Regions from separate parts of the Mus musculus genome. Here regions 1, 2, 3, 4, 6 and 7 are each linked to region 5. A link is a contact called in public HiChIP or PLAC-seq, Micro-C and promoter capture Hi-C data. All regions are on one chromosome and are shown on one strand. The core of a region is the stretch at or near the end of the contact, and the rest is flanking DNA. Distances in the headings are between cores, read along the strand shown.

What was found. Promoter capture Hi-C pulls out the DNA fragments that hold promoters and counts their contacts. A called contact is a pair of places that touch in the nucleus more often than the background predicts. HiChIP or PLAC-seq counts read pairs in DNA pulled down with a chosen protein or histone mark.
Region 1: a contact with region 5 is called in a promoter capture Hi-C map of liver, with 2.5 times the contacts expected there. The contact joins the enhancer-like site here to the promoter of Sgpl1 in region 5. A contact is called at or near these places in 11 of 39 promoter capture datasets (the 3T3-L1 cell line, 3T3-L1-derived adipocytes, embryonic stem cells and 6 more), 5 of 115 datasets of contacts at active chromatin or transcription factors (astrocytes, bone marrow-derived macrophages, embryonic forebrain and 2 more) and 3 of 9 other capture datasets (adipose tissue, embryonic stem cells and macrophages).
Region 2: an H3K4me3 HiChIP or PLAC-seq map of bone marrow-derived macrophages shows a contact between it and region 5, with 3 times the contacts expected there. The contact joins the enhancer-like site here to the promoter of Sgpl1 in region 5. A contact is called at or near these places in 1 of 39 promoter capture datasets (neutrophils), 5 of 115 datasets of contacts at active chromatin or transcription factors (bone marrow-derived macrophages, cardiomyocytes, embryonic forebrain and 2 more) and 1 of 9 other capture datasets (embryonic stem cells).
Region 3: a contact with region 5 is called in a FOXA1 HiChIP or PLAC-seq map of pancreatic cancer cells. The contact joins the promoter of Psap here to the promoter of Sgpl1 in region 5. A contact is called at or near these places in 7 of 39 promoter capture datasets (the 3T3-L1 cell line, the C10 cell line, embryonic stem cells and 3 more), 3 of 484 Hi-C or Micro-C datasets (cortical neurons, embryonic stem cells and liver), 9 of 115 datasets of contacts at active chromatin or transcription factors (astrocytes, bone marrow-derived macrophages, craniofacial prominence and 6 more) and 4 of 9 other capture datasets (adipose tissue, embryonic stem cells, liver and 1 more).
Region 4: a Micro-C map of embryonic stem cells shows a contact between it and region 5, with 10 times the contacts expected there. The contact joins the promoter of Neurog3 here to the promoter of Sgpl1 in region 5. A contact is called at or near these places in 4 of 484 Hi-C or Micro-C datasets (all in embryonic stem cells).
Region 6: a contact with region 5 is called in a Micro-C map of embryonic stem cells, with 7 times the contacts expected there. The contact joins the promoter of Chst3 here to the promoter of Sgpl1 in region 5. A contact is called at or near these places in 2 of 39 promoter capture datasets (the SN4741 cell line and hippocampal neurons), 1 of 484 Hi-C or Micro-C datasets (embryonic stem cells) and 1 of 115 datasets of contacts at active chromatin or transcription factors (bone marrow-derived macrophages).
Region 7: a contact with region 5 is called in an H3K4me3 HiChIP or PLAC-seq map of bone marrow-derived macrophages, with 4 times the contacts expected there. The contact joins the enhancer-like site here to the promoter of Sgpl1 in region 5. A contact is called at or near these places in 2 of 39 promoter capture datasets (erythroid cells and hippocampal neurons), 1 of 484 Hi-C or Micro-C datasets (B cells), 8 of 115 datasets of contacts at active chromatin or transcription factors (the SCID.adh cell line, astrocytes, bone marrow-derived macrophages and 5 more) and 2 of 9 other capture datasets (adipose tissue and liver).

What each region holds. Positions count from the first base shown.
Region 1 is chr10:60,388,081-60,391,479 of GRCm38.p6, forward strand. The region is part of intron 31 of Cdh23 (cadherin 23 (otocadherin)); the gene reads right to left. It also overlaps a transcript of Vsir not described here. Among named protein-coding and RNA genes, the nearest start is that of Gm17455, 9.9 kb to the right of the region's middle. Within about 2 kb of position 1,646, at least 127 of the 459 cell types and tissues checked have an H3K27ac peak or open chromatin away from gene starts, as enhancers often do. A contact at or near this core is called in adipose tissue, bone marrow-derived macrophages, liver and 2 more, where this site is marked.
Region 2 is chr10:60,250,820-60,253,917 of GRCm38.p6, forward strand. No RefSeq gene overlaps it. Among named protein-coding and RNA genes, the nearest start is that of Psap, 25 kb to the right of the region's middle. Within about 2 kb of position 1,527, at least 78 of the 459 cell types and tissues checked have an H3K27ac peak or open chromatin away from gene starts, as enhancers often do. A contact at or near this core is called in bone marrow-derived macrophages and neutrophils, where this site is marked.
Region 3 is chr10:60,276,174-60,279,404 of GRCm38.p6, forward strand. Psap (prosaposin) reads left to right here and starts at 1,455. Exons shown (of 15, transcript NM_011179.3): 1 at 1,455-1,609. The coding sequence starts at 1,570.
Region 4 is chr10:62,131,678-62,135,202 of GRCm38.p6, forward strand. Neurog3 (neurogenin 3) reads left to right here and starts at 1,413. Exons shown (of 2, transcript NM_009719.6): 1 at 1,413-1,650; 2 at 1,785-3,086. The coding sequence starts at 1,786. The coding sequence ends at 2,430.
Region 5 is chr10:61,146,066-61,149,098 of GRCm38.p6, forward strand. It overlaps Sgpl1 (sphingosine phosphate lyase 1), which reads right to left and starts at 1,619. Exons shown (of 15, transcript NM_009163.4): 1 at 1,458-1,619; 2 at 193-266. The coding sequence starts at 219.
Region 6 is chr10:60,217,735-60,221,139 of GRCm38.p6, forward strand. It overlaps Chst3 (carbohydrate sulfotransferase 3), which reads right to left and starts at 1,526. Exons shown (of 4, transcript NM_016803.3): 1 at 1,170-1,526.
Region 7 is chr10:60,360,559-60,363,708 of GRCm38.p6, forward strand. The region is part of intron 39 of Cdh23 (cadherin 23 (otocadherin)); the gene reads right to left. All of the region lies in intron 3 of Vsir (V-set immunoregulatory receptor), which reads left to right. Among named protein-coding and RNA genes, the nearest start is that of Vsir, 15 kb to the left of the region's middle. Within about 2 kb of position 1,778, at least 51 of the 459 cell types and tissues checked have an H3K27ac peak or open chromatin away from gene starts, as enhancers often do. A contact at or near this core is called in adipose tissue, bone marrow-derived macrophages and liver, where this site is marked.

The DNA.
Region 1 (3,399 bases), core at 396-2,895, 760 kb before region 5:
CTTCCCTTTAAAGAACATGTGTCAGATGTAGAAAAATGCTACGGTTCAAAGGGTTTTTATGGAGAGCTGTGTCTGCAAACAAGGAGAGCCCCTCTTTTCTCCCCATATATGGGAATACCCAGAGAGTTTGCTGTAGACCTGAATCTTGTTGCCTGGAAGACCAGAATGGAGGGAAAAGACACACAAGCTACCAGAAACCCCAGGCTCTGCCTCCTTTAAGAGACTGGGAAAAGAGTCTCAGAAAAGAGAAGTAATTTTCCCCAAGATCTCACAGGGACAAGGAGGGCTGGTGTCTCCTGGCTCCCTATCTATCCATGCTTAGGCTTCGTGCTGGGGATGAGCTGGCCCCAGTATAAGACATCCTTCTGGCTCCCTAGAGCCAGGGAAGCATTACCATGAAGCAGGATGGAGAAGGGAGGAAGTGGGGTGGGGTAGCTCAGTGTGCACAGCACAGGTCACAGCTGTCAGTGGCAAGGACAGGACAGAAAGGGGAAGGAGGGCAAGACAGCCTCAGAGAACCTGCCTTTGGCACTTTGCCTATATCCATAGCTGTCTCTGGGGTTACACACACATGCGCATGTGCTCACACACACACACACACACACACACACACACACACACTACATACACACCTACATAGACCACATACCATGCACACACATATGTAGCTGCCTCTGGGGTTATCCTAACACACACACACACACACACACACACACACACACACATATACACACACACATATACACACACACCACACAAACACCTCCCATATAAACACCACACACATTTACACACACATACCACACATGAACCACATATAGAACCTCTCACCACATACCACATACCACAGACACACTAGACACACACACATACCATGCACATATACACACATACACCATACACACTACAGACACACACAAACACACCACATATACATATACACACACAACACACAAATACTACCATATACCACACATATACATATAACACACACAAACACCCCCATATGCACACCACACACACATACCACACATACTACATATACAACCCCCCTACCACACACCACAGACACATTAGACACACACACACATACCACACACACACACACAACCCTCTAGGTTATCAGGGAATTTACTGGATGACTAAGGGTGGGAAGAGTGGCAAAGCCAGGGGAGAAGATGGATGTGGTGGCCAGGGAGGCTCACAGAGAGCTCACCACTCCACTGCCCTGAGGTTCCACAGCCCTGTCACGCCAGCACCTTTCAGGTCCGGACATCGAGAATCTACTATGCAAACGACAGGGTCCACCTCAGTCTGCAGCTGTAGTGGGAGCCTTCTAAATTTGGCTTCACCCACAGTTTGTTGCAGAAGATCCTGGGTGTGGTGACTGTGAGGGGAATTGGCATGGGTGAATTTCGGGAACTCTGTGTAAACAGATATTAACTATCCATCTTTTAAAACGGCAAGCCTTCCCTTTCCGGAGTTTGCTTGTTCTAATGACCTTGCCTTCTGGGGGACATCGGGGAAGAAGCTGTCAGTCTGATAGTGTAAGAGGAACGGGAGAGGGGCGGAGTGTAGCTTGCCACAATGTGGCCAGGCTTTCAACACTTCTGGCTGCTTTCGGCAGTAGAGAGAGGAGGAAAGATGGTGTGGTTTGTGAACCTGAGAGACACAGCTGAACAGGAAGTACAGGCCAGCTGAACTCTTGCTGAACAGGAGGATGCTGCCAGGTGCCTCAGAGCCAGAATGCCTTCTGTCCCGAGTGTCTGCACAGGGCTGCCCGACCCTCCAACAGGGATAAGAGGGCAGTTGCGTGTATACACTGTGCATGTGGGCATGTACACACAGAGATGCCCAGCATCCAGAAGGAAGGTTTCCCTCCTTACTTCCTGGACTTCATGGGGACTGTTGCTAGCTGTTAAAGTAGAAATTGCAGCTTACTGGGCAAAACTAGCATCCTCACATTGCTATCAGAAAGCGCCCCAGCTCTCCTGACTCTCTTAGGAGAACAGATGCTCTAAACTGCAGGGGCCATCGAATCTCCATGCCAGGGGACAACACCTGAATTCTTAAAGTTACTCTTTGGGTATGTAGTGCTTGTCAGGGTGCCAAGAACCCTCCTTGGGCATGGTGGTCCAGGAATCATATAGTGTAGAGGTAAGAGAATAGTCTGGACCACCTGCCTGGGGTGAAGCCTGGCTCTACCCATACCATAATGGGACCCTTATCAAGTTGGTTGATTCCTCTCTGCCTCAGTCTCCTCATCTGTAGAATGGGGGTAACGCAGGGCCTTCCTCAGAATTGGGTCAAATTTCTTTTTCCTCAGGGTCTTGAGGGCAGGAGCATATAAAAGGGGCCCAAGGCTGTGACTGGGGTGCCTCACCTTAAGGTTGTACACAGTCTGCCTTTGATCTGTTTTACACCCTGGGATGTTGCAAAGAACTCGGTTTAACAACAAGGTTGGTGGCTAAAAATGGCACATAGCAGAGTGATCGGGCTCTTGAGAAACAGGTGGGTGGGGGAGGGGAGGGGAGGGGACACAGAGAGGGCTGTGGTTAGGATGCCTGAAGTCCAGGGGTCCAGCCTGAACCTCACTGATACCAGCCATTCTTGTGACCAGATGTGAGTTTACTGAGGGGAAAGACACAGGCAGGCCCCACGGTGCTCATTAGCATGTGAATAAGAGCCTGTCACAATGGGAAGCTACTGTGGCGACTTCCTGGTACATACCCAGAAAACTGTATCTCTGTCAACGTGTCCTCTAAGGGTCCAAGGGACTTGATCCCTCTGCTGTATCCACTTGGACAGGTATTCATTCTCTTCTTAAGGGATGGGGGAGGGGGGTAGCTTGTCGGGAGCCAACTTTCTCTCCCATCTTCTCTGAGAGCAAGGAGCTAGAAACTCAGAGCTGGCCCAGCTCTGACAGATCTGCCTGGGGCCCAGAGTTTGGTTGGAGACATCCATCTTTAACAAGAGGGGAAGCATCCCGGAGGGAGGGACTTGAGCAACAGCTGACCAGCTATCTCCTGCTCAATGTTTCCAGTCCCAGCAAACAGCGGGTTGCTCTGGGCTGATGGGTTCCACTGACTCAGCCACACTCAGGCCTGGGTACGTGTCCCTGTCTGATGAACTCCCACCTTCCTCCATGACAGGAACCTCTGGGTTCTGACTCACTTCCTATGGCTTTAGGGGAAGGGGCCTATGGGCTGCTACATGTGTATGGAGGGTGAGGCGGGGTGAACATTAAACAACATAGACAGGAGGCAGACCTCTGTGTGTGACCATTAGAGAAGGTCTCAAGTCTTGCTCAAGAGGCCAAGTTACTTCTCTGTAACTCTATTTCTTCATCTGCAAAGCAATATTGCTACCTGCTCCTCTAAGCTTATGTCTAGGAGGGCT
Region 2 (3,098 bases), core at 277-2,776, 900 kb before region 5:
AGATCAGATGACAGCCTCGTGTTCTCTGGTCCACAGGACTCGGTTTGCCAGGCTTGTGTGGCCACTGACGTCACCTGCGGAGCCATCTTGGGGACTTGGATTGATTTGTTTTTGTTTTGTTGTTTTGTTTTGTTTTGTTTTGAGTCAGGGTCTTTCCTTGTAGATCTGGCTTTCCTGAACCCCACCTCAGTAGACCAGGCTGGCCTCTGAACACATAGAAAGCCAGGCTGTTTCCAACCTGGGACCCCAGAGCTGGGGCAGGCAGATACAGGATGCCTACCTATCTAGCTGAAAAGAGCTGTGGGTTCCAGGTTCAACAAGGGATCCCATCTTAGCCAGAGGTGGAGGTGTACCCCTATAATCCCAGCACCTAGGAGGGAGAGGCAAGTGGGTTCTTGTGATCTCAAAGCCAGCTTGCTCTATATCGAAAGTACAGGTTAGACCTGGTCTCCACGGGGCAAGGAGGAACAGACAGACCGATTGAGACCCTCTCTCCAGGTAGGGAGGAAGACCCCACCATCCTGGTCTCCCTGTCTCCCCATTCAAGGGAATTTTTTTAAAAAAAGATTTATTTATTACATGTAAGTACACTGTAGCTGTCTTCAGACACACCAGAAGAGGGCGTCAGATCTCGTTACAGATGGTTGTGAGCCACCATGTGGTTGCTGGGATTTGAACTCTGGACCTTCGGAAGAGCAGTCGGGTGCTCTTACCCACTGAGCCATCTCACTAGCCCCCTCAAGGGAATTTTTTTAAAAAGATTTATTTATTATATGTAAGTACACTGTAGCTGTTTTCAGAGACACAGAGGGCATCCAATTTCATTAAGGATGGTTGTGAGCCACCATGTGGGTGCTGGGGACTGAACTCAGAACCTCTGGAAATGCAGACAGTGTTTGTGAATAACCACAGAGCCATCTCTCTAGCCCCAGGCTTTCTTTAATTTTAATAAAAAAAAAAAAAAATTAGGGGGCTGGAGAGCTGGCTCCGTGGTTAAGAGCACTGGTTGCTCTTCCTGAGGACCTGGGTTTGATACTCGGCACCCACACGGCAGCTAGCTCCAAGGATCTGATGCCCCCTTCTGGTCTCTGAATGCACTGGGCATGCAAGTGGCACACAGACATACACACAAGCAGAACACTCATACACATGAAATAAACTAAAAATAAAAACAAAAATTAAAATTAAAAAAAAAATAGTGGAAGGGTTGAGGGGAGGCACAGATTTGTGGAGGAGGTCCCGGGAGTCAAACCCAGGTCTCCAGGCCTATAAGGTGCCTCAACCCTGGTAGGCACCACAGAGCCTGTCCTGGACTTGTCCTCTTCAGGGGAGGGGCTTCTCTAACTTCCGGACTGCCCTTCATTGTCTGTTCTATTTTGCCTCATCTGAACTTCACTGAAGAGGAGACTGAAGGCAGAGAGAGGGAGGGGGCTCCTTCCAAAGTTGTAAACTGGACCACACTGGCCCAGGCAGGCCAGAACATACTGGAGAGAGATGGCCCCTCGGCAGATGGCCTCTTGCTGCAAATGGCTTCTTGGGCCCTAGAAAGATCGCCCTGAGGACAGGCAGGGTGTGTGTGACCTCATAGTGTGTGAATGATCTGAATAATAGCGACCGACCCAGAGCTCCAGCTGCTGCTGGTTAGCAGGGCAGGCACACCTATCCCTAGAGCACTACTGTGTGTGTGTGTGTGTGTGTGTGTGTGTGTGTGTGTGTGTGTGTGTGTGTGTGTATGTGTGTGTGTGTGTGTTTGTGTGTGTGTGTGCATGTGCCAACTGTGCACAAGTATGGCCCCACTCAGGCCTAGGGCAATGAGGGTGCTCCTGCTCCGGCTAGGGGAACCCATCACCCCTGCCTGTCCCATGGGTAAGGTTTCTGATCCCTTTTCTCAGGAAAGCTGTAGTGCAGGTGACTGGCTTTGCACACAGTAGTAATTTCGAAAGAGGATGGATATTGCTCAGGGCTACAGGCTCAAGGAGTCTTGTGCAATGTTGGGGGCAGGGGAGGAGGTGGTGGCCAGAAACTGTTGGTGTCGCTTCCCTAAGCATCCTGGGCTGCTCTCCCCAGCTTAACCTCCAAAAATGCCCTGTGTGGGGGAACAGAGGTCAGGAGGTGGCTCAGCTTTTTGTTGGGCGAGGATCCAGGAAGCAGCAGACCAAAGACTGATTTAACCAATCAGTTGGTTGACTGATTGACTGATTGGGTTTTGAGATAGGGTTTTGGGTGGCTGTGGCTGGCCACAGCTTCTCTAGGTAGCCAAAGCAGGCCCTGAGCTCACAGAGACCCACCTACCTCTGCCTCTGGAATGCTGGGATTAAAGGCATGTATATCACCACTGCCCAGACCTATTTATTATTTACTGAGACTCCCTCATTCTGTAGCCCAGGCTGGCCTGAAACTTGTAGTAAAAGCCTTCTTCCTCAGCTTTCTTTAGTGCTGAGGTCACAGGCACAGATCACACCCATCTGGAATTCTTGGAACCTAGGGAACCCACCTTACTTACAGTGATTAGCTAAACCGCACCCTTCACATACCTGCGATCCCTGTTACAACAGAAACAGATTTTTTTTTTCAAACAAAGCTTAATGCTTCACTGTTGTAATCCCGGCCATCAGCACCAAAGTGAGGATGGAGACTTCCGGGTTAGCCTGGTCCACACAGCAAGATGCTGTAGCCAACAGTAAGCTTTAAATATTCAGCCTTATTAAGGCTGCAAATATAAGTTGCTTTCAGATAGAGGCCTTTTTACGTTTCCCCTCCTCTTCATCCTTTCTTTTTCTTTCTCCCTGCTTCTCTCCCTCCCACAATTACTCTCCATAGATTACAGCATATTGCTGTTGTAATCTGTGGACTGTTGGAAACAGAAGCAGACACCCACAGCCAAACATGGGTCAGAGGTCAGGGACCACAATGTAAGAGTTGGGGGGAGGATCGAAGGAGCTGAAGGGGATGGGAACCCCACAGGAAGAACAGCAGAGTCAACTGACCCGGACCCCTGGGAGTCTCAGAGACAGAGCCACCAGCTGAAGAGCATACACGGGCTGGACCAAGGCCCCTGGCACATGGGTAGCATACGTGCAGCTCAGTCTTCGTGTGGG
Region 3 (3,231 bases), core at 205-2,704, 870 kb before region 5:
TTCTCACCAACACTGATTCAGAGACCTCTGAGTCTATCTTGCAGTCTGCAGTTCCCAAGATCACAAATAAAGGCGTCTCTCGTTTGCCGTTTTCTGAGTTTGTATTGATTGACAACTGCAGAATGGCAGCCTGTGAATTTGAATCCTGAGTGTAAAGATGTAGGCAAATCTGTAACCTGTTTGTGCTTGAGTCTCATCTGTTAGCACGGCACGAATCACAATAAATGGGGGCTGGAGATGCCACTCAGTTGGTAGAGTCATTGCCCGACATGAGTTGAAGGCCTGGGTTTGGTTCCTAGAACCAAACAGAACATGTATGGTAGCACAGGCAGGCAGATCAGGATTTGGAAGTGACTGAAGTTCGAGGACTGCCTGAGATACACGAATCCTCAGCTGCACAGCCAGTTGTCAGCCTCTTTGGGCTACAGGAAACCCTGTCTTAAAAAACTAACCACTAGCCGGGCGTGGTGGCCCACGCCTTTAATCCCAGCAGGCAGACAGATTTCTGAGTTCGAGGCCAGCCTAGTCTACAAAGTGAGTTCCAGGACAGCCAGGGCTATACAGAGAAACCCTGTCTCGAAAAACCAAAACAAACAAACAAACAAACGAACAAAAAAACTAACCAAAAAAACTAATCACCGCCAGGCGTGGTGGCACACACCTTTAATCCCAGCAGCACTCGGGAGGCAGAATCAGGCAGATTTCTGAGTTCGAGACCAGCCTGGTCTACAAAGTGAGTTCCAGGACAGCCAGGGCTACACAGAGAAACCCTGTCTCGAAAAACCAAAAACCAAACCAAACCAAACCAACCAACCAACCAAACAAAAAACCCCTAACTACCACTGTACAAGGGTCAGGCAGAAGAATTACATGTTCAGAGACTTTCTGGGGAATTTGGTGACACCCTCTTTCAAAAATAAAGTAAGGAGTGAGCTGGGAGGGTGGGGGGAATGGTGGTGTGCAGCTTGGAGGTACAACACTTGATATCAAGTATAATGCCTTGGGTTCAATACCGGCGACTGCAAACAAAAATCCCTGCTCCCGCCCCCCAACCCCCAACCATTCTCCAAGGGGTTGAGGCAGAAGGTTGAGAGTTCCAGGTCTGCTGCGACACTGAATTGTCGACCAGCAAGGCCATAGTGACTCGGCATCTCAAAAACAAATAGTAATACTTAAAAGATGCTGGGGCTCAGGGGTGGGGTGGGGTGGGGGAGCACAAGATGCAGTTCAGGGCTTGGTACCAGCCCTGGGCTGGATTCCTCACATTGCAAAGGTAAAGAGAGGCGTTAGATACCGTTCGGCGCCTGACCTTGATTTAATCACCAGATATGGTTTTCTTTTATTACCACCACCCGCGCCTTCCCGCCACCTTCCCTGGGCGTTTTCAGCCTGCTCCTCTTCGCACCCTCCCTCCCCGCAGGCGCGCTGCGCGACGCTGAGTCAAGCTGCGCCCAGTTTGGGCGGGGCCCGCGCCTGCGCACTGGCGTCTGCGGCGAGGTTGGGGGGTAGATTTATATTCGTCTGGTCAGCTGACGTTCTGCATTGCAGCCTGCGAAGTGAAGCGGCGCCATGTACGCCCTCGCCCTCTTCGCCAGCCTTCTGGCCACCGGTGAGCTTAGAAGGGTCCCCTGGTCTGGTAGAGAAGAACGCTATAGCGTCCCCTGGGTCCCGGGAACCGGGCAGTCCTGCGGTACCGGCCTCGCCCTCCGCTCGCTTCCCGGGGCGCGCTTAGGCAGGCCTCGCTGTGCGCAGGCGCAGATCGGGGCTGGTGGCGGAGGGGGACCTGTTCCAGATTCTCTGCACTGGGGGACCACTGGGAGGTGGGAGAGACGTCTTGTCCTGTGTGTGCAGGCCTTGTGCAAGGCCTTGCGGGTGACTGCGGTTCTCCCTGGGATGGAGGTTGGGAGAGGTCACTCGATGACCTCTTCCGTCGCTGTGTTGACTCTATCCTGGTGTAGGTGATAGACATGGCCTTGAAGCCCCATCCTGCAGGTCAGGTCGGCCCGTGACCTCTGTCCCAGACTGCACTCGTATGGGAGTTGCAGGAAGCGTCTTTGTGTCTGCCCCGGGCCGGGGGGTGATTTTTTTGGCTTCTGTGTGAACTCAGGAGCGTAGTAGGTCTTGGAGGGAATTGTGTAGTCCCGATTGCATTGGAACTCTTAATTTTTTTGTTTGATCTGGCAAAGCCATTGGCCAGCCTTTATTTTATAGCAAGTGTTTCTAAAATGATTTTTCTTAAAAGCACTGCAGGTTGGCAAGGCAGCGCCAGGGGACTCACACTTGGAAGGCATAGGTAGGAGGATTTTGAATTTGAGGTCAGCCTGTGCTACACAGAAAGCTCAAGGCTAGTCTGGACTGTGTATGAGATTTTTTTTTTTTTTTTTTTTGTGCAAGAAAAATGAAAAGAAACGCACTTGGTCCTGCTTGCTCTGTGTCATACATAACTCGTGAGTTCTGATTCACCCACACCACCAAAACCAGACTTCTTTTTCTCTCTCTCTGTAGTATGGGCCATTGAACTTGGATCGTAACACACGGTAAACGAACATCCTCTACTGAGTCACACTATACCCCTTACCTGTTTCCTTGGAAAAATTATTTCTAATACACATGTAGTTCATTTGACTGCCAGTCTAGTTAACTGGGTTCCTTCTTCCTTCTTAGGTAGATGGGAGGACCCTGATGGCCTTGGTCTAAAACTCCAGGCTCTGTGCCTCACGTCAAGGTCATACTGAAGAATGGTAGCTTGTCTTGACTGTCCACCATTGAGTTGTTGGTTGTCTATGATGACTGCAAACCACGTGTGCTCCCTGAGGCTCTTAGGACTTATGGGCTCAGTGTGGCACTACTGTAGTTCAGGGTGCCACTCATAGCTTGCCTTTTAATGATGTTCTGGGTGCTTAGAATGTTCCAGGTCCCGTCTAGTCTTCACAAAGCCCTGGAGGTACAGACACTTGGTTTTGGTTACTCTCCAGCCCTCCAGCCTGACTGCCTTTCCCACCTAGACAGAAAACAAAGAATGCCAAAAGAATGAAAGGCCAGTTTAACCTCTGCCCATTTTCAGGCCCCATGGTAGAGGGAGAGCTCTGACTCCGGTGGGTTTTCTTTTGATCTCCAGAAACAAATGTAGATGTGCGTGCACCCCACCACACACACACACACACACACACACACACACACAAGCCTAACCAGCAGGGGACATCATTTGCTGCCTGCAGTGGTAGCCCCCCG
Region 4 (3,525 bases), core at 163-2,662, 990 kb after region 5:
CAAGAATCTTTAACTCCCAGCCATAGCTTCCTCCCATGCACATCCTGACTAGAAAGCTGGGGGGGGGGGGAGGGAGGGAGGGAGGGCAGGAGAGAGAGAGAGAGAGAGAGAGAGAGAGAGAGAGAGAGATCAGCGGAAGCCACAACCCCTCACCCTGAGTGACCGGAAACAGAAGACCACGGGGTGTCAGGGACAAGAAGGGCGGGTCTGCAGGGAAGAAAGGACAATGTCTTAAGGCTCACAGGAAAGATTTCCAGATAGCTTAAGATAACCTCTTAAGAGGGACAAACTAGAAGTCTCCCTGCCCTGGGCTCACCCACAGTTCAGGAGTGATGGGGAGGGAGGGGGCGGGAAGGAGTAGGACTAGGTGAAGCTGCTAGTCCTCTCTGGTCTGTGATTGGACAGGGGCACTAAAGGGGGCAGAAAGTAGATCTGCTTTTCTCCCAGGGCCTGCACACGGAGGCATTGAAAAGACAAAAAAGGCTAGCAGAGAACAAGTCCCTCCTTGACCTTTCCCTATCACCTGCCTCTCGGGTCAGGCCTTCCCGATAGCATCCATAGTGGGGCGGGGCGTGATGAGATGCCCCCTCTGCACTCTCTCTACAACCACCCTCGCCTCCGGAATAGAACCCAATGTCTCGGATGAGGACTATGGTGGGGGTTTTCAAGGTCTGGTCTGGGGGCTGGAGGGTTGGATCCCAAGGTGATATTGAACCTGGCCAAGCAATAGTTTCTGAGTAGAAAGGACTTGAGCAGGGACCGTCTCTGGTCACTCTGTCCTCTTTCCCAGGATGGAGTCAGTCTGTGAAACATGGTTGCACACACATTTCCTGACCCAACCCATAGTGGCGGAGAGCTGGATAGCACTTTGAACTAATGGGCGCTCCTCCCAGCTGCCAGCCAAGAAGACACTTGACTCCTTGATCGCTGGTTCATTTAGACAAGCCGTTTCCCTCTCTGAGCCAAAAGACCCCATGTGTAATACTCAAAGAAGAGGCCTTCCTTATATATATATAGGCACCCCCAAACCTCCTTCATGCTACCAAGAAAGGGTCTGGACACATGCCAAAAAGAAAGAGGAAAAGGCAAAGCTCTCCCCAGCGGCCGGACGGGACTCTTCTGGCTGGGCGAGGCTCTTTGAGGAACCGAGAGTTGCTGGGACTGAGCCCGCGACGGGGGAGGCGTGGAGTGGGGGAACAAACAGAGTGCTGCTCCCCTCCCCCGACCCCTGCCCTTTGTCCGGAATCCAGCTGTGCTCTGCGGGTGGGGGTTGTGGGGGGAGGAGCGGGCTCGCGTGGCGCAGCCCCTGGGCCCCCTCCGCTGATTGGCCCGTGGTGCAGGCAGCAGCCCGGCAGGCACGCTCCTGGCCGGGGGCAGAGCAGATAAAGCGTGCCAGGGGACACACGACTTGCATGCAGCTCAGAAATCCCTCTGGGTCTCATCACTGCAGCAGTGGTCGAGTACCTCCTCGGAGCTTTTCTACGACTTCCAGACGCAATTTACTCCAGGCGAGGGCGCCTGCAGTTTAGCAGAACTTCAGAGGGAGCAGAGAGGCTCAGCTATCCACTGCTGCTTGACACTGACCCTATCCACTGCTGCTTGTCACTGACTGACCTGCTGCTCTCTATTCTTTTGAGTCGGGAGAACTAGGTAACAATTCGGAAACTCCAAAGGGTGGATGAGGGGCGCGCGGGGTGTGTGTGGGGGATACTCTGGTCCCCCGTGCAGTGACCTCTAAGTCAGAGGCTGGCACACACACACCTTCCATTTTTTCCCAACCGCAGGATGGCGCCTCATCCCTTGGATGCGCTCACCATCCAAGTGTCCCCAGAGACACAACAACCTTTTCCCGGAGCCTCGGACCACGAAGTGCTCAGTTCCAATTCCACCCCACCTAGCCCCACTCTCATACCTAGGGACTGCTCCGAAGCAGAAGTGGGTGACTGCCGAGGGACCTCGAGGAAGCTCCGCGCCCGACGCGGAGGGCGCAACAGGCCCAAGAGCGAGTTGGCACTCAGCAAACAGCGAAGAAGCCGGCGCAAGAAGGCCAATGATCGGGAGCGCAATCGCATGCACAACCTCAACTCGGCGCTGGATGCGCTGCGCGGTGTCCTGCCCACCTTCCCGGATGACGCCAAACTTACAAAGATCGAGACCCTGCGCTTCGCCCACAACTACATCTGGGCACTGACTCAGACGCTGCGCATAGCGGACCACAGCTTCTATGGCCCGGAGCCCCCTGTGCCCTGTGGAGAGCTGGGGAGCCCCGGAGGTGGCTCCAACGGGGACTGGGGCTCTATCTACTCCCCAGTCTCCCAAGCGGGTAACCTGAGCCCCACGGCCTCATTGGAGGAATTCCCTGGCCTGCAGGTGCCCAGCTCCCCATCCTATCTGCTCCCGGGAGCACTGGTGTTCTCAGACTTCTTGTGAAGAGACCTGTCTGGCTCTGGGTGGTGGGTGCTAGTGGAAAGGGAGGGGACCAGAGCCGTCTGGAGTGGGAGGTAGTGGAGGCTCTCAAGCATCTCGCCTCTTCTGGCTTTCACTACTTGGATCCCTAGCCCTCTCACAGGGCTTAACTAGGCTTCTCATCGGTACCCTTGCTGCTGCGCACAGCAGACATTGGGGGCTGCTCTTCTCTTAACTCTCCTCGGTGCAGCCACATCAAACTCTCGCTCCAAGCATTTGAGAATGGTAGCACTACCTAGTTGGAGACTCCCATACTTCCTGGTGAGTCTGCCCTCATTCAAATCTGCCGGCCTCCGACCATCCATCACTTTTTCCAGGGTGACCTAATCCAGTGTTGCGTCTTACCTCACTGGCTCCTCCATCCAGCTCTTGGCCCATAGATGATGTTCGTCGTCTTTACTGCCCGCTACATGCAGGGTTTCTGAGCTTCTCCATTCTGCCTTAGTCCACGAAGGTGATCTGCCTTCTTCTGCACTTTTCAAGTCGTTACCCTTCCCCCAAGGGAGACCAGGCTGTGAACCGGAAAGCCCTAGCCTATGGCTAGAGCATCTCTCCAACTTGTCTCCCGTGTCTAAAGTGTGAGTTGCAGGGACGGTTCCTGAAGCACTGTTTGTCTCCCTAAAAAGGAAAAAAAAAGAAAAAGAAATCAGTTTGTAAATGATATAATGCCTTTTGAAATGAATTTTGTTATGGTAAATTATATGCCTCCTGCCCCATTTTTACACATTTGTATTTATTGATGCTATTTCGTGGTAGGAGAGTTTATATTTTGTACATAAGAGTATCAAGGACTGGTGATTGAGATTTTGAGCTAACAAATAAAAGATGAACGTCGAGAATCTTCACAAGGTGACTCCATTGTGCGCAGAGAAGGGGAGGAGGGTGACAGCCCAGGCTGGGGGTGTCTAGAGTAATTCTACTCTGCAGAGCGAGAGGAGAGGAGCAAGGGGAGACTTTCCTAGGGAATCTCTGGGACCTCTCTGCCTCCCGTGCTGGGCTGGAGGTGGGGCAGACTGTTGGCAGAGAGTATGAAGTCTTTAGTCAGGGGCTCTTGTTTTC
Region 5 (3,033 bases), core at 369-2,868:
ATTTCTAAGTTCTGCATCCACCGTATTCATCCATTTATTCACCCCGAGCATTCACGCCAGTTTCCAAAGCAAACAAAACAAAAAGAAAAAAGTGGCAGCGAATGCTGAGCTTTGAGCAAAAGCAAGGCATCGGAGGGGAAGCGGTCCCATGACTCAGAGCCTTCTGAGCGAGAGAGAAAGGATCCGACTCACCAGCTTGAGGAGGTCGGTTCCGGGCATCTTCCTCTGCAGCCGGCTCCCTCCCCGGGGCTGCCCTGCCTCTGCGTCTGCAAAGGGGAAACGCAGCTGTTTACTCGGCAGCCCGGCCGGCGCTGCCCCTCCGCGGGATCCCCCTGCCGGCTTTGGCAGCGCTCCAGCCGACCCCGGCACCCCGGAGCAGTGGAGCCCGCGGCGTGCACGCGGGGACACGCCCCTTCCCCGGGCCCACGGCAGCGCCGCCGCCTCTCGGCACAGCGGGACCCGGGACTCCTCCAGCCCGGCCTGCCTTTCCCCCGCGCCCCTGTAGCCTGGCGCCACTACTCAGCCCCGGCCACAGACTCGAGCCTGGGTCTCTCCGACGCCCCACAGCAGTCGGGAACCCACACCCCGCAGCTCGGCTCCCCATCAGCCCGGACCCAGCCCCCTCAGACCAGGCCCGGCTCCCCTCAGCCCGCCCCCTCTTAGCCTGACTCCCTTAAGCCCAGGACCCTCTCAGCCTGGGCCCTGCTCCCCTCAGCCTGGGCCCCGCTCCCCTCAGCCCCGACCCCGCAGCCCCGACCCTGCTCCCCTCAGTCTGGGGCCCGCACCCCTCAGTTTGCTCCTTCTCAGCCCGGCTCCCCCTCAGCCCAGGCGCTGCTCCCCTCAGTCTGGGCCCCGCTTCCCTCATCCCACCTCTCCCTGTGCCACGGACCTGCACCCCTCAGCTCAGCTTCCTCTCAGCCCACTCCCTTTCAGCCTGAGCCCTGCTTCCCTCAGCCCGGGCACCGCTTCCCTCAGCCCGGCTCTCCCTCAGCCCGGCTCCCTCTCAGCTCGGGCCCCGCTCCCCTCAGCCCAGGACCCTCTCAGCCTGAACCCTTGCTCCCCTCAGCCCGGTCCCTGCTCCCCCTCAGCCCGGGCCCCGCTCCCCTCAGCCCAGCTCTCCCTCAGCCCGGCTCCCTCTCAGCTCGGGCCCCGCTTTCCTCAGCCGCGCTCCCCTCAGCCCAGCTCTCCCTCAGCCCGGCTCCCTCTCAGCTCGGGCCCTGCTTTCCTCAGCCGCGCTCCCCTCAGCCCAGCTCTCCATGAACCACAGACCTGCCTCCCTCAGCGCAGCTCCCCACAGCCCGGTTCCCTCCGCGCAGCTCCCCACAACCCAATTCCCTCTCGGCTCCCCAACCACAGCTCGGCCTCCCTCCTCTCCCCTCAGCCCGGGCCCGGATCCCTCCAGCTCCTCTCGGCTCCCCACTGCTCCCGCCGGGTCCAGCCCGCCGCGGCAGCTCCACCTCCTCAGGCTGTGGACCCGGCTCCTTCTTTCCCCGCAGAGGCTCCGCTGGCCGCCGCCCACCTCACGCGCCTCGGTTCTGCGAGCGACTCACTCGCTGGCCACGGGACCCGGGTTCCCCCTTCCGCCGCCGCCGCAGAGATTGGAGGTGCGCCGCCCCCGGCCCCGCCCCTCCCGGAAATGGCCTTGGGGTACCCGCCCGCCTCCAGGAGCCCGGGCCGTGCGCGCCCTTGCCGCTGTCGGGCGCGCGCACGTCCGACGCCGCGCTGGGCTCGGCTCGCCCCGCAGCCCTCCGCCCGCCTACTGCTGGGTCCGGGCTGTGGTGTCGGGGGAACTCAGGCGAGAGTTTGTGGCCAGGGCTAAGTAATGGCGCCAGGGTTGAGAGGCTCGGCGCCAAGGTTCGGGGCGCCCAGAGCCGTGTGGGCGTGCGCGCCGCCTGCTGGCCGGGTAGGGACTGTGTCTAAGCCAGATAGGGTGTCTAGGGGTCTCACCTTTCGCCAGCAGCTGGCCCTGTGAGTTTACAACTTCTTCAGGCTACTCTTTGTGTTTGTCTTTTGTTGCTATTGTTGTTTGTTGTTGTTTTGTGATGCAGGCTTTTTATACTAAGTTGCCGAGACTGGCTTTGAGGTCTTTCTGTAGGGCAGTCAAAGGCTTTGATCTAGGTTTTCTCCCGCCTCATCACAGCCTTCCAAAAATCTAAGGTGACATCTCTCTTAACAATTCTTTGTTTTGATCCAAGTTCTGACTTAGGTCATGCTGGCCCCAAACTGGTCCTGTATCTTAGGATAACTTTGAACTCACAATCTTCCTGCCAGCCACTACACTCAACAGTTTAGGGGCTGGTTAGTGTTTGAGACAGGGTCTCACTCTGTCGTGTAAGCTATAAACTGGCCTTGAACTTGAATCAATCTTCCTGCTTTAGGCTCCCAAGTACTGAAATTATACCCATAAAAAGCTGGTTATGTGAAGTGATTGGGGAGGGAGGGCTCAGTGAGGCTGGGTCCCAGCACCCACTTAAGATGGCTCCCAAACACCACTCCCGGTCCATGGACTCTGACATTGTCTTCTGGCCTCTGAGGCCATAAACACACACACACACACACACACGCTTACACATAAATAAAAATAAATGCTTGAAATAATTAACTTGAACCTGGTGTGGTGGTTTGTTCCTGTAATTCCTGAGGCAATTTTGAAGCCAACCGGGGCTTCAAAATAAGACCCTATTCCCCACCCCAACCCTTGCATTCTGGACACAATTGGTCACTTCCAGCCAGTGTCTGCAGACAAGACTAATCTGAGCAACCACCTAACCTGGGTCTTTAAAGGAAGAGCTTTGAGATTTTACTGTTTTAGGGTTTCTATTGCTGTGATGAAACACCATGACCAAAGAAATATGGGGAAGAAAGGGTTTATTTGGCTTACACGTCCAGAGCACTGTTCATCAACAAAAGAAGTCAGGACAGGAGCTCAAACAGGGCAAAACCTGAAGGCAGGAGCTGATGCAGAGGCCATGAAGGAGTGCTGCTTACTGCCCTGCTCCTCATGGCTGGCTTGCTTATAGAACCCAGGACCAC
Region 6 (3,405 bases), core at 276-2,775, 930 kb before region 5:
ACCCAACTTCTCCAATCCCATTCCTTTCCCCCACATAGCCAGATGCTGAAATGGAACCTTCCTCTTGCTCTGAGGAGGGAGAGGTGACCATGAGGCACAGTGGACTCCGGCCACACACACCCCACCACCACCACCCAAGACACCAGGCAGGGCTTCCTGCAGCCAGCAAGGTCTTTTTCTCTCCAAGAAGATCAATGCCAATTCAGCCGAGGCTCACTGGGCTCCGCTTGAGGCAAGTCCATAATTCACTACCGGTGCCCTCAATCACCAGACAGCTAAGACTGGGTGCCCAGCACTGCACTAGCCCCAAGATCCTTAGGACATGCAGGACACTACGAATCAGAAACCAAGCAGACATTCTGGTACAAGACAGGCCAACAAGCCTGGTTTCATCCTGACTTTAGTCTCAGCTCAATCCACGGCCCCATTTATATGGCCCCGAGCTGAGATCCCCTATGGAAGTTCCTCTGAGGAAGCACATCCGCCAGGGTCTCAGCTTCCTTGCAACGCCCTGTCACGAACACCACGCAGATTGTCAGGCGCAGCACCAGCACACAGCCTTTTCCTTACAGCTTAAAGACCCCAGTCCAGAAGAACTTTAAAAGTTTCCAAATCACTGGCTCTGGTCTCCCCCATCTACCTCCGGAAGGGCTGCGCATACCCAGGCACATCATCTAGACGCCGAGTTTCCACACCAAATCCGCCCTTGCTAGCCCGGGACAAGTGACTTCAACGATTGCTTCTTTCTCCCCGTTCCTGGGCCTCAGTGGGTCTCAGGCACCGCTTCCCAAAGCCCGGGCAGCTAGTAGTCCCCTGCTATGGAGTTTGGGGGCTCCATTTCAATGGTGGGTGGAGCTGCGGGACCAGCAAAGAACCCAAGCTGGTTTAAAAGTTCCCAACCCTGGAGGCTCCTAGAAGCAGGAGTTGCACTTGGGAGTATGCAGGACGTTCGGCGTGAAGATGCCTCACTTGTGGTTTGTGCGGTGACCTGGCTGTGGGTACATGGCAGATGAGAATTTGGCAGCGTGGGGTTTTCCCCGCGCAGGGAACTCCCCGCCCGCCCTCCGCCGGTCCCCTTCTCCTCCAAAAGTTTGGCGCGCGCTCTGGGATGCGGTCGGTGACCGCCTGGGGCCCAGGAGGCGGTGCCGGGACGCGGGCGCCCCACTTACCCCGGTCGAGCCTCCTCCTCCCGGCGGGCGGATCCGACACTCCGGAGGTCGGCGTCCAGCCCCGGCAGCATCCGCCCCCAACTGCGCTCTCGGCTCAGAAAATGCTGGGGCTGCGCTCCCCACGGCGCCCACTCTGCGTCCTCGGCTAGTGCGGGGAGGGAGGCGCGGCCGGGCTGGTCCCCTCGCTGGGCGGGAAGCGGCGCCAGGCGGGCGGTGTCCTAGCTGCAGGCGAACGATCGGTCCTACCCACGACTCCGATCCCGCTAGCGACCGGAGGCGGCCTCCTGAGCCGGCAGCTGCAACTTTGGGAGCCCCGCGCCTCTCCTCCAGACTCCCCACCTCACTCCACACGCGCACCCGGCAACTTGGGGACGCTCGGTGAAGTTGGCGCGGCCGCCCACCCGGCCTCTCGAAGAGGATGGAGGAGGCGGAGGACTCAGGGAGGAGGGAGGAGCCGGGAGGAAGGGCAGCAGCCCCCCCTATCCCCCCTGGGAGCCTCGCTCTCCTCGACCCCTCCGTGGGCCTTTGTTCCCGACTTAGCTGCGTCCCGGGGGACTCGCCAGGGCTGCTCCATCCCTACCCTTGAGGACGAGGCTGGGAGGAGCTTCCAGCCCCAAGGAAGAGAGTTCAGGGGCACGGCTTCAAGGAGAGTTGTCCAGCTTGAGCCCCCCCCCCCCATGCTGCTGCCCACCCTGAACATGAGGACCTTCCTGTCCCTCTGAGGATGCTTCCTGGAATTTTGAAAAGCCACCGTCCTCCTTCCCTGGGCAGCCACAGGTTGCAGAAGTGTTCTTGGTGCTTTCTCACAGAGCCCCCAGGACAAGATGTGGAAAGGGTTCTCACCAAGAAGCTCAGAGGGAGCTGGACCCCCTTGGCATTAGCTTAAGACCCCTTTGGACTGCTGGCACTCCTGAGGTGGAGGTCATGTCACTTCTGAGTGATGATGAGTGGTAAGTATTGCTGGGTCTGTAAAAGGGCCAGCTTCGCCAAGACTGCTGTAAAGGGCCCAGTGTTGGACAGCAAGCCAAACTTCAGGTTATAAGTTCCAGTCCTGGTGATGTACACGATTCTTTGAGGTCTCCCAGTCCAGCTTTCTTTTCCAGGACTCTAGCTAACTTCAGGCCTGAGACGGCCCTCCTGACGTTTCTTGGGCTTTTGTAAGGTTTAGACAAAATAAGCAATTGTCTATAAAGGAGAAGTGAGAAAATATAAAAAAGGAAACATACACATCTGTCCTTGGCCCCGCTCTGTCATGCTGAACATTTATATCAGCGGAAGACATTAACAGACTCAGGTAGCAGATACAAAGCTGGACAGAATGGGCAGTGAGACCCAGGTGGCTCCAAGACCTCCTCTCAGGTCCCTAATTAGAAGGTTGGTAGGAATCTGCTAACCTGTTGTCTAGCAGGGGCCTGATGGAAGTGTGGTCGTGCCCTGCACTATGATGTGAGACCCGCAGCTAGCTTTCAGCAGAAAACCCTCACTGGCTGCCTGTGTTCTGTAGCCTATTAGGGGAAACCAGAACTGGAGTTGTGATACACCTCAGGGCACACAAAGACCAAAAGTTAGACCTGTGTCAGGCTGAGAATAGAGCCTAGTGGATAGAAAGCTTGGCTTCAGTTCTCCAGCACCACATAAATTTGGGTGTGGTGATGCATACTTGCAATCCCAGAACGTGGGAGGTGGAGGTGGGAGGATCGGAATTTCATGGTCATTCTCAGCTATAGGGAGTTCAAGGCCAGCCTAGAGCACTAGAGACCCTGTCTCATATGTCTATATTGTAGCAAAGATAATTTAACCTTATCCCCGACTAGCTTATAAATAAACAAGACTTATATTTCCCAATTGGAGTTAAGAGCTTCCCAGATGAAACATAATAAGCAATAACTCGGGGTTATTGATAGGAAAGTAGATTCTAACAACATAGAGAGTAGATATCTGCCCAGCTCTTGTATTGTTTAAGGCTTATTGTAAATATAAAGGTTGTGTGTGTCTTTCATCGGGAATTTAACTAACTAAAGTGGGGTAGAAACTTCCGACAGGGATTAAACACTTTCTACAACAGATAGTACCATGTCATCTGTGTATTATAGGTGGTAGTGAAGAAAGAGATCTGTCCAAACCAGCGGCTCTCAACCTGTGGCTTGTGACCCCTTTGAGGGTTGAATGACGTTTTCACAGGGGTTGCCCGAGACCGTCTAAAATATCAGATATTTATGTGGCTATTCATAACAGT
Region 7 (3,150 bases), core at 528-3,027, 790 kb before region 5:
CACATATATATGTATGTATATATATACATGTATGACATGTGTGCTGCACTTTTGGGAGTGTGTGGAGAATCTGGGTAGTTCTATTACTTCCCACATCACTTCTCCATTGAGGAATGGGAATAACTATAACTTTAACAGGGAAGCAAATGCTACCCAGGCACTTGCCTCGGGGATGGGAAACACACTGTGTCTCAGGCCCAGGAAGCTGGAGAACAAAACAGTAGGAAGAGGGGAAGACTGTGGTGAACTCTCAGCCACCAGTCTCCATGAACAGTTCCAGCACCATGGAGGCGTGGGCTCCTATTTCCTCCCGATATACACGAGACCTAATGACTCAGGGCAGCTTATCCACTCCTGTGCCAAGGCAGGATGGGAACTGATAGCAGACATGGCTGCGTTTCTTAATGTATTTAGCACTGGCCACCCATGCCATTGCTCAACAGGCCTCTTGGCCAGCCGCTGAGAACTATTCTATACTGCTCATTAAATTTGAGAGTTGAGTTCCAGCCTCAACTCTCAGAGCTCAACCACAGCATTCCCTGGGTCTATTAATGATGCTTCCAGACGAGATCTTTGGGTTCTCCCTTTCTAGTCCCTGTCTGAGTGGCTAAATGTTATTTTACGGAAGAGTAGCTACATCACACTAGGTAAAAGTCCAAGTGGGTTTCAGGTAAGAGGAAGTGTAAGGGATAAGTAAGGGAAGAAGCCTGGCGTTTGATAGCATTGCCACGGGGCTTTGGATTTCCCCTGAGATCAGGGCAGGCCTGTGCAGCCTGACTCTGTACCCCTCCCATCCCTAATGTGGCAGGCTATGCCAGGCACTTTCCCCAGACTCCTTTGCATATACCCACAGGGTACCCGGCAGGCCCTGGACATAGACTGAGCAAGCTGAGGCTCCCCAGCCTGCCTGCCATGAAAGAGCCTGGCACATGCCATTGGGGTGGTGTTGGCAACTGCTTACACCAGTGTCTTATCACCTTCCCAGGAAAAGCCTGGCTCCCGATGGTAACTAAGCTTTCTCTGCAATGGGTGTCTCCTTAGAGTAAGGGGAACTGAAGTCGGACTGGCTTTATAAAGGAATCCTGAGCCTCTGAGGGCAGCTGAGCCCACACATACACCTCCAGAGCCTGTCCCACCATAGCCTGGACAAGAACTGCAGCATATAAGGAGATAGGCTCTGTGAGTGAGCAGGCTCTGCTCATAGAGGGCAGAATTGCCACTGGCAGACCAGAGGGTCAGACAGGGAGGTCCTGGCCAAACCACCAAGGCAGCTTGTGAGCACCTGGCTAACTGCACCACACGTTGCTTAGTAACAATGGGAAGAGAGACGAGAGCGTTTGCAGCCAGTTCTCAGATTGCCCACAGTAAAGTCCTAGGATGCAGTTTAGCCACTCTGAACAGTGTGAATTACAGACTGTTCTTACTTTCAATATCCCACGTTCAAGCGCAGCCACATTAAAACCTGCAGGGAATCTGCTTTACTGTGGATTGCAACTTCCTTTGCAACCCACCCAGCAATTGGTCCTGTTTCCATACCAATGGGTACTTCTAAAGTGCCTGCCAAAGGTCTGCTCGGGTTCGTATCGCTCACTGGGAGCGTGTTTATGCTTCCAGGTTGCTTAGCATACAGTGGGATAAAAATGGCCTTTGTTCCCAAGTAAAGTGCAGAGGCAGCTTAAAGACCAAGGCACATCCGGTTCCCAGAGCTCTCTGGAGGTGAACCGATCCTATGACAAGAGATCCTACCCATGTTTTGGCAGAGAGAAAGGTTCAAATTGGGAAGGAAATGGGCTTACGCTAGTTGTGGTTCCAAGGGCTCATCTGTTCCCAGCTAAACTCCTGGAGTCAGCAGATGGACTGAAATAAAGCAAGCCCCCATGACACAGGGCTCATGCAGAGACATGGCCCTTCCTGAGACAGTTTTACAACAGTCTGGGAGAAAGCACACAGGCAATGCTCTCTGGCTCAGTGCTGCAATGCTAAGTGTTTAGGTCCAGATGTCCTGCCTGGGTGAGCAGAGATCTGAGCCTAAGGGGTTCTTGCTGCAGAAAGAGGACTGTTGAAAACGGAAGTAAACAATGTTGCCACCAGACAGGGATGTCTCCGTCAATTTTGGGAAAGCTGTGTATAACAGAGCTCTGGAAAGAGTGAGGTGGGTCTCTGTGTAGGCAGAGATGTCCAAACTGTGCTTGGGTGCTGGGACAAGGTTCTCCTGTGATCTCATAAGACAAGACCAGATCTAGGTAGGTTAGGACTGTGTGAGGGGACCCAGGTTGTGGGGAAGGAGGGGAGCTTTGAATTTTGTATATGTGTATACATTACTGTGTGTGCATGTGTGTATGTGTACATACTTCTGTACCCAGAGGCTGACACTGGGGATATTCCTTAATTGCTCTCTCCTGACGTTAATGAGTCAGGTTCTCTTACTGAGTCTACAGCTTATAGTTAGTTAGGTGATAGGGCTGATCCCCAGGGATTTTCCTGTGTCCACCTCCCCCACCAGTAGGGTTTACAGCTACATGTGACCACACCTGGAGAGTCAAACACACGGGGCCTCTTGCTTGCGGACTCAGCCTCTTCTCTAGCCCCTTGAGTATTTTTAAATGTGTGCCTTTATTTTCATCTATTTAAAGATATAAAACAAAAATGACATTGCTCTAGCCTTCCCCCTGCCTTAAGTGCTGGGATGGACCTTGGGTGGGGCTATACATTTAGCCAAGCGGTACAAATTTTATCCTCCTGCAGTGGTGTGTGTGTGTGTGTGTGTGTGTGTGTGTGTGTGTGTGTGATCGCCACACTTCCAGGGGGGCCTCACCCAAGACAACTCAAGGATCCCTTAAAGGATGGACTGAGGTTTGTTTTATTTTTTAGACAGGGTCTGTCTATGTAGCCCTGGCTGTCCTAGAACTCACTATGTAGACCAGGCTGGCTGGCCTTGAACTCAGAGAGATCCACCAGCCTCCGCTTCTGTCTCTGCCGTGCTAGGATTAAAGTTGTGTGCCTCATGCCAGCTGAGGCTGGAGTCTTTTTTGTTCATTGCAGTAAGACATCCATCTTTCAGTGTTAGTAGCTCTTGTGCAACAGTGCTGTTCTAATCTGTTTTCGTTGCTCAGGCTCCTTCTGGTCTTGAGCCCTGGCGTTTGGTATGAA